5 separate regions of the Mus musculus genome follow, and all the other regions are linked to region 4. Evidence: chromatin contacts called from public Hi-C, HiChIP or PLAC-seq and promoter capture Hi-C data. All regions are on one chromosome and are shown on one strand. The core of a region is the stretch at or near the end of the contact, and the rest is flanking DNA. Distances in the headings are between cores, read along the strand shown. Region 1 holds the start of Car5a (carbonic anhydrase 5a, mitochondrial). Region 2 holds the start of Zcchc14 (zinc finger, CCHC domain containing 14). Region 3 holds the start of Slc7a5 (solute carrier family 7 (cationic amino acid transporter, y+ system), member 5). Region 4 holds the start of Zdhhc7 (zinc finger, DHHC domain containing 7). Region 5 holds the start of Mthfsd (methenyltetrahydrofolate synthetase domain containing).

Region 1 (2,930 bases), core at 270-2,769, 1.8 Mb after region 4:
TTAATCCCAGCACTTTCAAGGCAGAGGCAGGTGGATCTCTGAGTTCAAGGCCAGCTTGGTCTACAGAGTCCCAGGACAGCCAGGACTACACAGAAACACCATCTGGGGTAGGGTGGGGTGTGGAAGGCTTCTCTCAGGTGACCTTGTGTTTGGGATGAGCAGGTAAGAGGTGTGTGAGTGTGTGTGTGTGTGTGTGTGTGTGTGTGTGTGTGTGTGTGTGTGTATGGCAGGGGGGAGGGGAGAAGGTAGCAGTATTGATAGGAGTGTCCACAGCTGCCTTAGGAGGACAGCTGAAGAGTCCCAGAGTGTCCAGGTTGGGACACTGGTGACATTAGGCCTTATGAAGATGGAAGGTAAGAGGCTGCCAGCCTCGGTCACCAGATGAGTTCCAGAGAGCTGCCAAACCTTAAGGGTGAAATTTCAGACACTGTAGGCATGGCACCTACAGCTGACACACTCCTGTCGTGAGCTGAAGATCCCTAACCCTAGGCACATTCCTGCACAGTAACACTAGCAAGTGCTGTCTGCGGCTGCTCACTGCTGGTCAGAGCCAAGGGCTACAGCAGATGCCAAGTGCCGGGGTTAAAGCTCAGAGCCACGAGCCTCCAACCTGAGAGCCGTGAGCCCGAAAACCCAGGGTGGTGGGCAGCCAGTTCTTGGACCTTGGAGCCTTGAGCCTCTCCCGCTGCTAGTCTAGTCTCTGGGCTTTGGGCACTCAGCAACCAGGCTGTCAGGGTTGCAAGAGCTGCTTGCCCACCCACCCTCCAGGCCTGGCAGCTTCTCGGGCAGTCCTGGGGTTTGTGTGAGGCTGGGCACCCTGGGATGAACAGAGGAGCCTGTGTGCACCGGGCTTCCCACTGCCTTCCCACCGGATGCTGCAGACAGCATCCATCTTGCCTGCCCTGTGGATGTGGAAACCGAGGTTTAAGGAGGCAGGCCATTTACTCAAGCTCTCAAAGGTCACCTTTCGTCTACAGGAAGGCCTCCGGGCCTGGCCCTTCCAAATGCTAAAACCCAAAATCTGCAGTTTGGGCAGTTCAAATGTCCAGAAGCATCTTGGGCCCAGCTGGAGGCTTGGAGCATGCCCTAGTTATTTGCAATACCTCTTAGTCCCTTTAGCCCCCGAGTTACACAGAGTTAAATGACTCACTTGGGATCACCAGATACCAGAGATATTGTACAAATCAGAACGGAAGCCAACCATGTTGCCTCTTAAAGCCACCCTAAGACTGCACCACCATTAAATCTCACCTGGGACAGTATGAGAATCTACTTACGGGCACAGTTGCTGTGTTCCTCTGCACAGGAATGCTGGAAACGCCAGCGCTGTGGCCCTGTGGCACAGAGAAGTCCCACATGCCTGAGGATGGCTAAGGGCTTGCGGGGGTCTCTCCTGAGCATCTTGGCTCTGAGCAGCACGGGGTAGTGGCCCACTGTATGCCCTTGCTTTGGTCAGGGCCACCTCAGAGTTAGGTGCATCTCTGTCCTTTTGAGGAACTCATTAAAACCTCTGAACCTAGTGGTTAAATTTCAACTCTTGCCTGTCCCAGCTCAGGAGTGGGTGATTGGGGACCCAGTGGCCTTGGCTGGGAACAGGCCACTCTGGTCACTGCTTTGGCCTGGTAAACAGCTGGGCAAGCCTGCCAGAGTGCTAAACTTGACATGGGTCCCCCAAGAGCAGCAGGAAAGGATGTGAAGGATGGGTGAGGGCAAAGTCCCTGTCCCCTGTAGTATTGACCCTGTGTTGGGGACATGTAGGGCAGGCACAGAGCTGTCACACAAGACAGGAGAGGACAGGTTCAAGAGCATAAGGAGGGGTGGAGGCACAGTGCCTTGGCTGAGTGGGGCTGTGACCGGGTGTCCCGATTGCTGAGGGAAGCTGGAGGTTCCTGGGGCCCATCTCCGCAGCCTTGATTCCAATGTATTCCCCTGAGACAGGATGCCCTGGGTCCTGCCCAGAGGTTTGCCATGGATGTCAACAGTGTTCTTCTCATGCATGAAGGGTCCACGTAGGGACAACTTCTATTTGGTGGCTCTGGCTATGACACTTGGAATTTTGGGTCAGCCCCAGGGAGCCTCTTTCTGACTGGAGGAGCAGTCTGTCCATCCTCCAATGCTTTTTTCCAAAGGAGCCCACAGGGATGGGTGGCGTGTGTGTAAGATCTTCCACCACTGCTGTTGCTTTAAAATTGGAGTCTGGCCGGGCAGTGGTGGCACACACTTTTAATTCCAGCACTTGGGAGGGAGAGGCAGGCAGATTTCTGAGTTCGAGGCCAGCCTGGTCTACAGGGTGAGTTCTAGGAGAGCCAGGGCTACACAATGAAACCTTTTCTCAAATTTTATATATATATATATATATATATATATATATATATATACACACACACACACACACATATACATACACACATATGTATATATACATATATAGTGCAAAAATTGAAAACAATACAAAAATATGAAGCACAATTCCTTTCCTCTTCTCCTCTCTCTCTCTCTCTCTCTCTCTCTCCCTCTCTCTCTCTCTCTCTCTCTCTCTCTCTCTCTCTCTCTCTCTCCCCTTCCCTCTTTCCCTCTCTGGTGCCCACAGCTCATTCACCCTTCATCCTAGTCATCTGTACTTTGTGGATATAAGGCCTGGCATCCGTGACATCAGACTCACATCATGGAACTCGCTCTGTAGACCAGGCTGGCCTCGAACTCACAGAGCTCTCCTGCCGCTGCCTCCCAGGTGCCAGGATTAAAGGCGAGTGCCACCCTGCCTTGCAGCCTTTATTATTATTATTTTTACATTCAGTTATATAATCAATAAATTGATTTTCCAAAAGGAATAAACATCTAAAGTACATCTTATTTCTTTGTGCACATGCATGCAGACACATGTTGAGGGCAGAGGACAACTTGTGGGAATCACTTCTGTCTGCCAGCGT
Region 2 (3,063 bases), core at 449-2,948, 1.6 Mb after region 4:
GGGGTGGGGCTCAGTGGCCAAGCACCTGCCTGGCATGCACAAGCTCCAGGCTCCATCCCTAGTACTGTGTGGGTGGGAGAGGACCCAAGACATTTGTTCTAGACACTTCTACTCTGAATTCACTGCCCTGTTAAAAACCAGTCCCCATCTCCTACAGAGCAACCCGGACCTGATGCGTCTGAGCTTCACTCACACAGGGGTCTGGCAGCCCAGGTTGGGAGACAGCAAGCTCCTGCTCGTGGATGAAACTAACCGCAGCTGAGGAGACCACAGAGAGGTGACAGCTGGCTGGCCTGAAGAACTTAACTTTCCTTGGGCCCTGCCTTTCTTGTTGACAGTTGCCTCGCATGCAAGAGGGAAGTGAGGTGGCAAAGTGTATGTATGTAAGAAAAAAGAAGAAGAAAAACCCAAAAAGCTAACCGAAGTCTCAGAGGCAAACGTCAGTGAAAAGATAAGACGCCACAGAAACCCATTCAGGAACCACAACCACTTCTTAGAGGAAGACATTAAAAAGAAGCCACAACTCAAGGTTCAAAGAGAGCTGAAAGAAAAACCGACGGAAGCCCCGACGACCTCACCTTGTTCACCTTGGACAGGGGAAGCTGAGTTAAGAGTTTAAACTTCAAAAGGCTCAGACTGTGGAGCAGCTGGGCAGGAGGCCCGGATGTGGCCTCTGACTACCAAGGACATGGTGTGGGACCTCAATGGCCCTTGGCACTGGTGAGCCTTTCTCTCACAAGAAACCTGGGTTCTTGGCTCCAGGGCTGCTGCCGGCCTCCAAAGGCCCAAATGCACACCGACTCCATCATCCACAACTCCGGGCTGCAGCTGAGAGGGATGGATACTAAAGAAATGAACTCCATCTGCTAGTCACCATGGCCCCCAACCACCCAGCCTTCAGCTTCCACGAGAACCACGTGCTTTACCAGTCCTCAAACATTCGGGCCACAGCTGGCATTTCTGAGTGGACAGTCAAGCTGCCCTTCCTGCCCAGCAAGCTGACATTATCATCCTAAGACCAGATCCCACCTCAGTGAGCTTGGGTTCTCCCCGATGGTGGATCACCACTGACAGCATACCCGCAGACCCGCTGAGGCTGCAAAGCCCCTGTCAAGAGCCAGGCTCTCCAGACAGACACGCTTAGCAGCGTGCACAACCCCCACGATCGCACACGCAGACACGGGTTCCTGTACATCGTACCCCTGCCATGCACGCCCGGGGACACCTGACCCAGACAGGCAGGTGGCAGGGCCCACCTGCGCCCAGGTTCCAGGTCGGTGCAAGTGGACATATCGTTGAGTGTTATGTCACCTAAGAACCGGGATTGACAGGACAAAGGCCTTCTCGTGTCCCCAGCCTGGGCCGTGACACCGAACACACAAAGGGGGCCGCGCGCTGACGCAGGCCTCCGGGTCCCTTAGTAGGTCATCTCCAGGCTGGCCGGTAAAGGACCCCAGCCGCGCTGCCCCACCGCGCGCGCTTGCGCTCACCTTGTGGCAAGCCGAGCAGGTGGGCAGCGCGCCGCTGGGCCCGGGCGCGCTCTTGCCACCGCCACCACCGCCGCCGCCGCCGCCACCGCCGCTGTTCAGGCTGCTCTGGATCTGTGTGAGCTCCTGGCGCAGCACCTGCTTCTGGTGGAAGCTGAAGGCCGGGTGGTTAGAGGCCATGGTGAAGAGCAGGAGGAACTCATCGCCCGTGCGACCCTCGTTGAGCTGCAGCCCGTAGTTGTGGATGATGGAGTCGGTGTGCGTGAGCGTGCGGTACAAGACGCCCGCCGCCTCGCGCTGCTCCGAGCCCAGCAGGGCCAGCGACACCAGCAGCTTGCTGCGCACCACCTCGTCCGTCAGGTTGGTGAGGCTGCCCAGGTCGGCCGGGTTGTTGGCCTTGATCTCCGAGTCGCGCAGCGAATGGTAGTCCTTGCGTGCCAAGTCCTCCAGGCACGAGCCGAGGAAGCGCAACTCGAGCGGGATGCACAGGTCCAGCAGGCCGCACAGGAACTCCACACGCTGCGGCGACGGCAGTTCAGAGAACCAGCGGTACACGCCGTCCCTCTGCAACGGGCAACGCTTCTCCACCATGCTGCCGCCCGCGCCGCGCCCGCCGCCGCCGCCGCCGCCGCCGCCGGGCCCGGGAGCAGCGCGCGGGCGGCCGGGGGGCGCGCAGGGCCGCGGCCGGGCGCCGGGCGAGGCCGCGCGCGCGCGAACGGGGCGCGGGCCGGGCGCGCGCGGGCCGGGGGAGCCGCCCGCCAGGGGCCCCGCGGCGGCCGGAGCCGGGGCCGCGGCCCGGGCGGCCGGGGACGGCGAGCGGCCTCGGGGCCGCCGCTCACGGGGAGGCGCCCTGCCCGCGCCCGTCCCCAGCGGCGGCCGGTGCGCGGCAGCGGCGGCGGCCGCTCCTCGTCGTCGTCGTCGTCGCCCGGGAGGCGGCCGCCCCCATCTCCCCGCGCGCCGCAGGGTCTGTCAGTGCGGGCCGCCCCCCGACGGAGCCGCCCCGGCCATGCCGCCTCCTGTGCTTGCGCCCAGGCCGGCCGTTACCCGCTGCGAGGCTGGGCGCGGCGCCCGGACGGGCCTGGCGCGGCGGAGGGATCCAGCGGGACCCGCGGACGGATCGCGGCCCGGGCCGTCGGAGCTGAGCAGAGCGCGCTCGCGAGCACGGGCAGCCGCGGCCAGCGGAGTGGGCGGGGTGGCCGCCTCTCGCGACAGCCCGGGCTGTCCGAGCCCGCCCCCCCACGCCAATTGGCCAGGCCGCCTGTCCTGCGCGACGGCTCGTTTCGGCAGCTCCGTAGGATTGGTCGAAGTCTAGGCGCCGCCTCAGAGATGGACTGTCGATCACGTCGGGTCCGCCTGTGCCCGCCCCCTGCGGACCGGCGCTAGGGGATTGGTCGGTGGGAATCGGCGTGGTGGAAAACTCGGGATGGAATTTTAGGCGCTTTTGTTCCCTCAGATTAGCCCGGAGCCTTGTTTTTTGGGCAAAGCCGGGCGTTGGGCCTCGGTGCTTTATTCATGAACGTGACGGCAAGGAGGCGGCGATGGGCCCAGAAGCACCACCGGCTCCGGACTTCCCTCT
Region 3 (3,300 bases), core at 339-2,838, 1.8 Mb after region 4:
AGCAGCCCCGGACTTCCATGGCTCACAACCAAGTCTAGCCCACCTCCCCATCACCCTCTCTGTGTGCACTATCAACACAGCTCTCAAAACAAACAGATACATCGGTCTTAGCTGCCTGAACTCATCTGTAATTTTGAAAGTAGCATGATTTATTTCCAGGTTGCTCTCCACCACCAAATCATGTGGCATTTGCTTCAAACGATCATTTTCCCCCAGTCCTGAAAAATCACACAACTGTTTTTGAAAGCAGAAATCAATCCGTCTTGACCTATGCGTCCCATAAAGGCTACACTCAACAGCTGTTACCTGGCACATCTTGGGACCCCTCAAGCCCACCCACACAGACTGTCGTCTGTCTGCAGCCGAGTTTCTTTTAGTCCTTTACTGACAGGCAGGCTTTACACGATTCCGCTACTCATCTTAAACGAGCAAGCAGCCATCACTACCACACACAAATTTATTACTACTGTTTTCTTATGAGTCAGCCAGTTCACTGATTCCTGATAGGCCGGTTTTAAGAACATAAGTGATTTTTTTTTTTAAACTGCAATTTCCCTCTTAGCAACCAGTCAGCAACTGAAGCTGAAACAGGAAACTGGCATATCTGCCACTCCACGTGGTGCTTTGCTGAAGGCAGGGAGTGTATTGCTCTCACCCGGGACAGAGTAGATCTCTCGTACTTAGAATTCAGGTCGGGAAGCGGGATGCCTGCCGCGGGGTCAGAGCCGCGACCCACTGAGGTCTCGCGAGGGCTGTCCCGAAAGCATAGACACTATGAATGGATTAAAGAAACGCACGTGGGTTCTGGGGCCTGTGACTTTAGCCTGGAACTGCCGAGATGGTTCAGGGATGGACAGATGGAGGGATACTGGGATGGGTGTTGCCGAGCTGTAAACGCAGGAACCTTGGCTCGCGCCCACCCGGCCCCGCCCCAGCCCGGCCCCACCCCAGCCCGGACCCCTACTTACGCACGCAGAGGCAGGCCACGAGCTTGGCAGCTTCCTCGGGCACCGGACAAGTGGGGAAGACCGGCTTGAGCAAGTAGGTGGCGAAGACCAGCGCCACGATGTACTGCGAGGAGGGCCGAATGATGAGCAGCTCGATCCAGAGCTTGAGGAAGGCGGGCAACGAGCCGTAGACCTCCAGCATGTAGGCGTAGTCGCCGCCTGACTTGGAGATGGTGGTGCCCAGCTCCGCGTAGCAGAGTGCGCCCACGATGGAGAAGACGCCGCACACAGCCCACACCACGAGCGACAGTCCGGGCGACCCCGCTTCCTTGAGCACGCCGGTGGGCGTCACGAAGATGCCAGAGCCGATGATGGTGCCCACGATGATGGCCACACCGTTGAGCAGCGTGATATTGCGCTGCAGGGTCACGCCTTCGCCCTCGGGGTCCGCGCCGTCCCCGCGCCGCGCCTCCAACATCTTCTCCCGCGCCTGCCGCTCCTCCTCCGCCGCCGCCGCCGCCGGGGTCGCAACCGCGCGCCTCTTGGCGCCCGCGACCGCCATGCTCTCGGCGTTCCCGGCTCGGCCTGGATACCCGGCGTGCGCGCGGCCGAGCCGCTCTCCGCGTACTGAGAAGTGCGTCTGCGTCCGCCCCGCCCGCGCGGCCTTTTATCTCTACCGTTACCCGCCCTCCAGGCTCCGCCCATCGCCGCTGCTGTTGGTTCAGCTCGCAAAGGCCCCCGCCCCCTCAGCCCGCGCGACCCCGCCTCCTTCGCGGGCCCCCGCCCCCAAGTCTGTTAGAGCACGTGGAGCGTTAAGATCCTGAAACTGAGGACTACTGATGTGTTTAACGCGGCGTGACTACTGATGGGTTTATCGCGGCGTGTTTCACAAGATCCGAATGTTGTACGCGGGTGGAGAGTCGACTCACACCTCCTCACAAGTCCTGTGCAGGATGTCAGGGCCGATTGGTAAGGGCGTGCTTCTTCTCCCGCCCCAGGCGGCGCAGAGGACTTGTCAAGGGAGAAAGCACCGGAAGGGGGGTGGCTCAGTGTATAGTCCCAACACCTGCCCGGAATCCTGGCCCTGCCTCGCGGGTGTTTATCTCCGCTTCCTCCAGTGTGCATATCCTGTGCGTCTGGGAGATGAAGGATAAATATCTTATCTAGGATAAGTGGGGGTGGGTTGTGGGGTGAGGCACCCCTATAGTCCAACTTGGTCCAGAGGAAACGAGTCTGAGGGCGAAATGATCCGTCAGCTCTGGAGGAAACGGAAGAATAGACCAGAATGGTAGCCAGCTTACTCCTGGACTTAGATATCCATCTGGTCCCAAGGAGGGTCTTGACAAAAGCTCGATTAGTGGTACACCCAATCTGGAGAAGCAAGTTTTAGAAGGGAACCAACCCAATCTACTGTAGGGTGAAAGGGCTTTAGGTTGTCATTCTTAGGAAATCTTAGGTAAGAGGGTTTTTGAGATAATGTGGTCACACATCTGGAAGGTTCAGCATCCCAGGCCTGGTGCCATCATCGTGGGCACCATTATCAGCTCTGGCATCTTCGTGACGCCCACCGGTGAGCTCAAGGAAGTGGGTTCAAGCCCTCGTGGTATGGGCTGTGTAATTTGAGCTGATGGTACGCTTGGAAAATTTCATTGGTCAAGATAAGTCCAGGAGCCCCAAGACCCCCTCCTTTTCACCAGCTGTTCCATTTTCTGTCCAAAGGAGTCCCCAGGAAAACTCACAGACAAGCAGAAGGGAAGGTGGGGGGGGGGGCTTAATTTAAGAACCTTCAGACTTGTAAGGATACAGAGCCCTGTATGCTCTGCTAAACTGTCCAGTCTGCCAAGCCTTCCCCACTGCTGAGGCATGACCAATGAAGAAATTCAAACTTCTCCCCATCTTTGGATCTACTGCTGCAGCCAAGAATGCCAGAGCTGCCCCTTGGAAGCCCATGTCGGGGAGGTGTTCAGCCAAAGACTCCAAGGGTCACTGGAGCTACCTCCCCCAACCCCCAGTATGTCAGCCATTCACAAGCAATGACAAGCTGGTATCTCTGTAGCCTGAGCAGTGGGAAGCCATGGAGCTAAAAGGTCACACCAACATTAACCATGCCACAGTACAGACTGCCTAAACTGATGGCTTTGGGAAGATTGAGAAACTTGCTTCTCATTCTTGACATAGTCCTTTCAGAGGGCTAAAAGCATACCACCAACCCACTGAGACATCGCTAAGATTCCAAGGTACATCGTCTAACTTAATAGGACACGTGGCAACTCTTAGAAACACTTCATAGTAAACGAGGAAGCCAGTTCTGCAGTTGTGTAACTTGCCTGCCCAGTATGCGCAGCCTCACGGC
Region 4 (3,180 bases), core at 490-2,989:
TTTGCTTGGGGTAGGTCCGAACTTTCAATCCTCTCACCTCTACCTCTTGGATGCTGGGGCTATACCTGCCTTCTCTTCCATTCTTAAAAAGGGCTTGATTTTAAGGCATGATGAGCAGCAAAGCCACAGAGTTCTAATTTGTTTGTTTGTTGTTGTTGTTTTGAGACATGGTTTCTCTGTGTTGCCCTCACTGTCCTGGAACTCACTCTGTAGAACAGGCTGGCCTTGAACTCAGAAATCCTCCTGTCTCTGCCTCCCAAATGCTGGGATTAAAGGTGTGCACCCATTACATCCAGCTTAGAGTTTTATTTTTAAGTATATCAACCGACCAAGCGCCCAGACACTCAAGAGTCAAGTGCTGTTGAACAAATTCTGAGTGAAATTATCTCTTCACTTTTTCCCACTCTCAGCCCAGAAGCCAGTAACTCCTTACCAGTAACTCCACAGAGTACACAACACAGTTTCAACACCCCCAACCTGTCTATTTTGTGCAACGTTCAAAAAATGAAATTAACACTCCCATTAGCCCATTTTGTAAAATACCTCCAAGAACCTTTCTCTTTAACCACTTCTGCAGGGGCAAGTATCACAAGGTATCTTTTTTTGTTGTTGTTTCTAAATGTAGCATGAATTAAGTGAAAGTTATAAACAACTTTGGAAAGATCAGAGTGGTGTGCTGGGCAGATTTACCAAGAAATATAAATGACCTCTCTCCCAAGGCAGTAAAATAAACACAAGTGTACTCCCTCACTAAGGGGACTGATTGCAAAGCAGACTGTAGCTTGGATTTGGACAGCGCCACACACACCAGTGAAAGCCGCTACAGTGCAGACTGCTGCAACTATGACTACTCCAATTTAATTGCCACAATAAACTGGCTGTTCACGAGCTAATAAAATGTGCCTATTTAATAGCTAGAAGGGACTTAGTTCTAGAAATAATGACAGCTCAATAGAGTTGAACCTTATTGCCCTGAAAGCTGACCCGATTATCCCAGATGCCCTTCCGGGTAACTACCCTCCTAACACCATGGCCAGGGGCAGGGGGGAAGAGAAGGGAGACCGGCAAAGAACAGAAGAGTCCCGCTAAAGAGAGACAACAGAGGCCTTGGGAAGACAGACCTGCGACGAAGCATGACCATAAAAAAACTTGACAGCTCGCAGACCGGTGACAGCACTTTATGACAGCCACCCTGACGTTAGCTCTGGAGCGCCCAAGGTCAGGCAAAAGGCTGCAGGTGCAAATGGGGCTCGATCCTGCGGGGTCCGCAGAGGAGACTGGAGAGCCCCCGAGGGGACCGCAGCGCGGAGGCGGCGGGGAGCCGCCCGGGGTCGCGGCCGCCGCTCTCCCCGCACTCACCCGAGGCCCGGGCGGGGTCGCCCAGTGCTGAGGCTCCTGGTGGCCGGCGGCTGCAACGGCGCGGGCGGCGACGCATCATGCGGCAGCGCTCATGGCCGGGCCGGGTGGACCCGGATCCGGCTCGGTTCCGCGCTGCTCGGGCCGGCCGGGCCGGTGGGCGAGAGGCAGCAGCCCCAGCAGAAGCGGGAGCCCGACGCCGAACTGGCACAGCCGAGCCGAACGACCCCGGAACTGGACCAGGCCGAGGTCAAGACGCTGCGCCTGCGTCCTTCCGGTCGCGCCGCCCGGGGCTTCCGGGAGGCGGATCGCGGGGAGGCTCTGGCGATTTCATCCAAGACCGGGCTTCCAAGAACTCGGCGGTTCTTGGAGGAGAGGCAGCAGCATCTACGGCAAGACTACTAAACGGAGATCCCCCGGGAAGGGTGGCCCGGAAGAGAAATCAGTGCCTACGGGGCGCCGCGAGGGCCACGCCGCGTTGCCGTTCGAGAGCACTCGATAAGGCTTCCCGCCGCACCATACATAGATGAAGTTTGTGGCGACTCCGATTCTCTTTTTAAGGATGTCGGTGCCAGGTGGAGGAGGGAGAACTACGGAGATGAAGGATAGAGGCGCGGGGGTGGAAGCAACTGAGCCAGAGGGCGTTTGGGAGCCCGAGGCAGCGCCCTGGACCGGAGATGGGACTCCTGGGTCCAGGCTTGCACACCTCCATGCCCAGGTCGCTGGAGCGTCGCTGCGACCCCTTCCTGATGACCGGCCAGAGTTTTGCGGAGGTAGAAACGAGTGTTTTTATAACCTTCACCCGTCCCCTGCCTCTTGAGTCCCCTGACAGACTTAGCACAATTTGTCCAGGGCAGAGAAGTGTTTGGTAGTTAAACTGGCAAACGCAAGGTGTGCTGTGATACTAAAAAGGGCTATAATGACAGCTCCGGGATCTAGCCCATTGGGGTACGCACGCCATCTTCGCTGGGTTTCCTGTCCCCGCGCCCAGAAACTGCTATTCGAGCCAGATTTTTGGAAATAAGGGTGCATTAGATTAACTGCTCCAAAATTACAGCTTTTAAGTTTAGGCATGGAAGTGCACGCCTAAGTCCCAGCACTCAGGAGGCTGAGGCAGGAGGATTCGGAGTTCGAGACCACTCTAGACTATATAGTAATGCCATCTTGAAAAAAAAAAAAGCATCTTTTGGGTTTGAAAAATTATGGTTACATCTTTTTAATCTTATTTAATTCTTTCTTTAATTCTTATGTCTGTGGGTGTTCTGCCCGCATATATATATCTGTGTACCACGTGCATGCTCGAGGAGGGCATTTAGATACCCTGGAACTGGCGTAAGCAGTTTTGAGTTGGCTTATGGGTGCTAAGAAACCAAACCTAGGTTTTCTGGAAGGACCACCTCTAAGCAGACTCGCAGGCTCTGTAGCCCCTTTTGTGGTTACGTCTTGTGCATCCATATACTCACTATGGTACCAACCTTTCAGGTGCCTCTTGTTTGGCCTGCCCTAGGTAGCTATTTCCTCAGGATGGAAAGCGGGGCTCAGGACACCCATAAGACCCGGGAGGTCTTGTGGATCATGTAAGGAGTACACTGTTGCTGGTTAGAGGAGACTTTCTGGAGCCTTGCAGGCTGTGTCATGAGCATGTTTTCCCATGCTAGGGTGGACTTCTCAGTGTTGGCAATGCCTCAGTTACCCATACACCTCTAAATAGCCATGCACTTGTAGGTAACCCCGATGAGCTTAGCAGTTCACTGAGGCGGACCTGAATGGAATTGAGGCAGAATAGAAAGACAGGGACTTCAAGGACCCTGGGAACAGAAAAAA
Region 5 (2,957 bases), core at 277-2,776, 1.0 Mb after region 4:
TATGTCACTGGCACAAATAGCCTAATCCCTTTCTAACAATGCCAGGGACACTTCTGTACCTTGAAGTTGGGGATCCTGTGATGAACGGGTCGGGGAAAGTCAGCTATATCATGGGATTCCATGTAGTCCCAAATCCGTTCACGTATGCTTTGTTTGGAGACACCTACAAGAAGGAAGGACTGTGACGTACTGCTAAGAAGCAATCCCATAATGCACGTGGGCACATCTATACCTGCCACTGTGACACCACTTGCATAGGAATTTGCGACCGAGTCAGACCAGCTTAAGATAACCAAAAGTATTAGTTTTCCCTCGAGCTCCCTGGCCAGTTGAGAGAAGCACCTTCATTTCTGCTAGGAAGCTGGAACACACTGAAACCAACTGTAAATCAATCTGTAGTCTTTCCTCGGCAGTGCTAGGGGTTCCTGCATCCCAGGCAAGCTCTCTACGAGTGAGCTACACACCTTTTTGAGGCAGGGTGTCTCTCTGATCAAAATGGGGCTTGAACCTTTAAGTGCTCTTCCTTCAGCCCCCAAATAGTGAGGTTACGGGTGTGCCACCAGGTCTGGCTAGAAGGTCATCTTTTGAACTAGTTAGTGATCCAGTGGGTCACACCTGGGGCTTTAAGTGTGCTAAGCAAGAACACTATCACTGAGCCACACTCCCAACATGTCCTTTAAACTGTTAAATCTTACAAATGACCTTACAAACCTCACAAGGCAGGCGTATAGAAAGTACATTTGTCTTCCTTGATATTTATAGCTGGTGCAAGCCTTTAATCCGAGCTCTTGGGAGGCAGAGGCGCTCTAAATCTCTAAATTTTGAGGCCAGCCTGAAATACAGAGTGAATTCTAGGGCAGCCAGGATTACACAGAGGAACCCTGACTCGAAGAAAACAAAACAAAACAAAGCACAAAGATGTATTTATTGTATATGTGCACCGCCAGCAACCGAACCGGCGGGGTGTGCATGCAGGTGCGGGAGGGCACTGGGTCCCTTCCCGTGGAACTGGACTTGTGAGTCACCGCATAGGCTTGCTGGGCCTTTCTCCCTCCTCTCTTCTCCACCTCCCTCCCTTCCTCTCCCGCTCGCTCTCCTCTTTCACTTCTCTCCTCTCTCTCCCTTCCTCCCTCTCTCTCCTGCTGGTATCACAGCGTTTGCACCAGCAGACCCCACTGACCAGCAATGGTTGCCTTCCCTACTTTCGCGGCCGGTGCACTTGTCGAGAACGCTTTGCAGCGCGGGCCGGGTGCCTGCTGGGCGAGTGCTCGCCGCCGCTGCGCGACCTCCCCAGCCTGGCTGGCTAAAACCTGTCCAGCCAAGCAAGGCGAGGATGGGACTGATCCTCCCTCCCGGCTGCCAGCCTCGGCGTCCCAGCCGTACCAGGCCGAGCCGCGTCCTCCCCCACGCATGCGGACCACGGGAACAACCGCGCCGTCCCAGCCTCGGTTTCCCCATCACCCTCGGTCTTCCTCACCCTCCTGGGTCTCCATGGCTAACACGTCACCGAGCGACGCCCCGTAGCATGTCCCCGCGCGCTAGTGACGCCAGACGCCAGCGCTTCGTGCTGCACCTGCGCACTGAAGCTAGTGACCCGCAAGGTTCGCGCACGCGCGGTTGGTGCAGTGGGCGGACTCCCGTTCTGGGTTTGGGGTTCCCTGCAGTAGTAGCACCGACGCATTAGAGGACCAGAGGTCACCGCTGGAACTGCCTTGCAACGCGGATGCCCAGGATTTCCCGAGACACACACGCACACAACACGCATACATTTATACCGTATGGAACATATAACACTCTAGGGCGGACGAGATGGTTCAGCGAGATAAAGGCGCTTGTTGCTAAGCCTGACAACTTGAGTTCGATTCTCAGGACCCACACAGGGTAAAAGGAGAAAAATGACTCCCGAAAGTTGTCTTTTGAGCTTCACAAGCTCTGTGTGTGTGTGTGCGAGTATGTATAGTACCTATAGAAACATCCCTTGAAATTCAAGGTTAACAAGGAAACCTGTTTATAGGAGTGGATCTAGGGTTTCCAACTTTCTTTTCTGTACCATGAATTGTACCAGGAACACGTGGTTAGACATAAAAATAAAGACTGTTTATAAAGGAAAGGCACTCCTGAAATGAAGAGGGTTGTAAGTCAGGGACAGCTTGGTCGATTTTGTGTGTGTGTGTGTGTGTGTGTGTGTGTGTGTGTTCCCAATGCTTGTAGTCAGCATACTGTGCATTTGGAGCATCTGTTGGGCTAAGGATGTACAAGTCTGCACTGGCCACTCAGCTCCACACATCCTAGCCTCTGATTGGGGGATGTGAGGGCAGCTATTGTCTGATTGGGGGATGTAAGGGCAGCTAGTGTCTGTTTTGCAGCTTTGCCTTTGCACCTTGAACAGACAAGGCTTCCCTGAACTGCCCTGTACCTGAGAAAGGTGGCGTCATGGGTGCCATCTTCACGGATTCCCCGGTTGGTTAGAGATTGTTAGCACTCAGTCCTTCCTGCCCACTAATCACCAAAATGATTAGTACACTTTTTTTTTTTTTTTTTTTGAGACAGGGTCTGACTATGCAGCCCTGGCTGGCCTTGAAACCACAGACCCACTTGTCTCTTCTCCCAAGGGCTGTGAAGTTGTGAGCCACCATGCCTGGCTAATGTTTGCCTTTCCTGCCCTTCCCCAACCCCAGCTTCCTTTTTCTCTTCCTCTTCCTCCCTCATTTCTTCCTTTCTTCTGTCTCTTCCTGTTCCTTTAGGTGTTTTGAGACAGGGTTGTACTCTGTCCTGACCTTGAACTCACAATCCTCCTGCCTCAACCTCCCAAACTCCCATGTGCTAGGAGTACAGCCCAGTGTCACCGCACCTCAGCTTGCATGTTCTTGCGTGTGTGTGTGTGTGTGTGTGTGTGTGTGTGTGTGTGTGTGTGTTTTGGAGTCATGCTTCCTATGTGTGCAGGTGTGAAGAAGCTG

What was found. Promoter capture Hi-C pulls out the DNA fragments that hold promoters and counts their contacts. Hi-C and Micro-C count contacts between places; a contact is called where the count stands out from the background. HiChIP or PLAC-seq counts read pairs in DNA pulled down with a chosen protein or histone mark. Capture Hi-C pulls out chosen DNA fragments and counts their contacts.
Region 1: a contact with region 4 is called in a promoter capture Hi-C map of liver, with 2.4 times the contacts expected there. The contact joins the promoter of Car5a here to the promoter of Zdhhc7 in region 4. A contact is called at or near these places in 1 of 39 promoter capture datasets (liver) and 2 of 9 other capture datasets (adipose tissue and liver).
Region 2: a contact with region 4 is called in a promoter capture Hi-C map of liver, with 4 times the contacts expected there. The contact joins the promoter of Zcchc14 here to the promoter of Zdhhc7 in region 4. A contact is called at or near these places in 2 of 39 promoter capture datasets (hippocampal neurons and liver) and 1 of 484 Hi-C or Micro-C datasets (embryonic stem cells).
Region 3: an H3K27ac HiChIP or PLAC-seq map of microglia shows a contact between it and region 4, with 5 times the contacts expected there. The contact joins the promoter of Slc7a5 here to the promoter of Zdhhc7 in region 4. A contact is called at or near these places in 2 of 39 promoter capture datasets (hippocampal neurons and liver) and 1 of 115 datasets of contacts at active chromatin or transcription factors (microglia).
Region 5: a contact with region 4 is called in a Hi-C map of CD8 T cells, with 6 times the contacts expected there. The contact joins the promoter of Mthfsd here to the promoter of Zdhhc7 in region 4. A contact is called at or near these places in 1 of 39 promoter capture datasets (pre-B cells), 3 of 484 Hi-C or Micro-C datasets (CD4 T cells, CD8 T cells and regulatory T cells) and 1 of 9 other capture datasets (adipose tissue).

The regions. Positions count from the first base shown.
Region 1 is chr8:121,943,393-121,946,322 of GRCm38.p6, forward strand. It overlaps Car5a (carbonic anhydrase 5a, mitochondrial), which reads right to left and starts at 1,520. Exons shown (of 7, transcript NM_007608.2): 1 at 1,278-1,520. The coding sequence starts at 1,401.
Region 2 is chr8:121,650,235-121,653,297 of GRCm38.p6, forward strand. Zcchc14 (zinc finger, CCHC domain containing 14) reads right to left here and starts at 1,699. Exons shown (of 13, transcript NM_080855.2): 1 at 1,491-1,699. The coding sequence starts at 1,667.
Region 3 is chr8:121,906,098-121,909,397 of GRCm38.p6, forward strand. Slc7a5 (solute carrier family 7 (cationic amino acid transporter, y+ system), member 5) reads right to left here and starts at 1,589. Exons shown (of 10, transcript NM_011404.3): 1 at 969-1,589. The coding sequence starts at 1,509. It overlaps BC048644 (cDNA sequence BC048644), which reads left to right and starts at 1,736. Exons shown (of 2, transcript NR_167716.1): 1 at 1,736-1,916.
Region 4 is chr8:120,099,733-120,102,912 of GRCm38.p6, forward strand. Zdhhc7 (zinc finger, DHHC domain containing 7) reads right to left here and starts at 1,740. Exons shown (of 8, transcript NM_133967.3): 1 at 1,360-1,740.
Region 5 is chr8:121,106,811-121,109,767 of GRCm38.p6, forward strand. Mthfsd (methenyltetrahydrofolate synthetase domain containing) reads right to left here and starts at 1,527. Exons shown (of 9, transcript NM_001372381.1): 1 at 1,478-1,527; 2 at 60-163. The coding sequence starts at 1,493.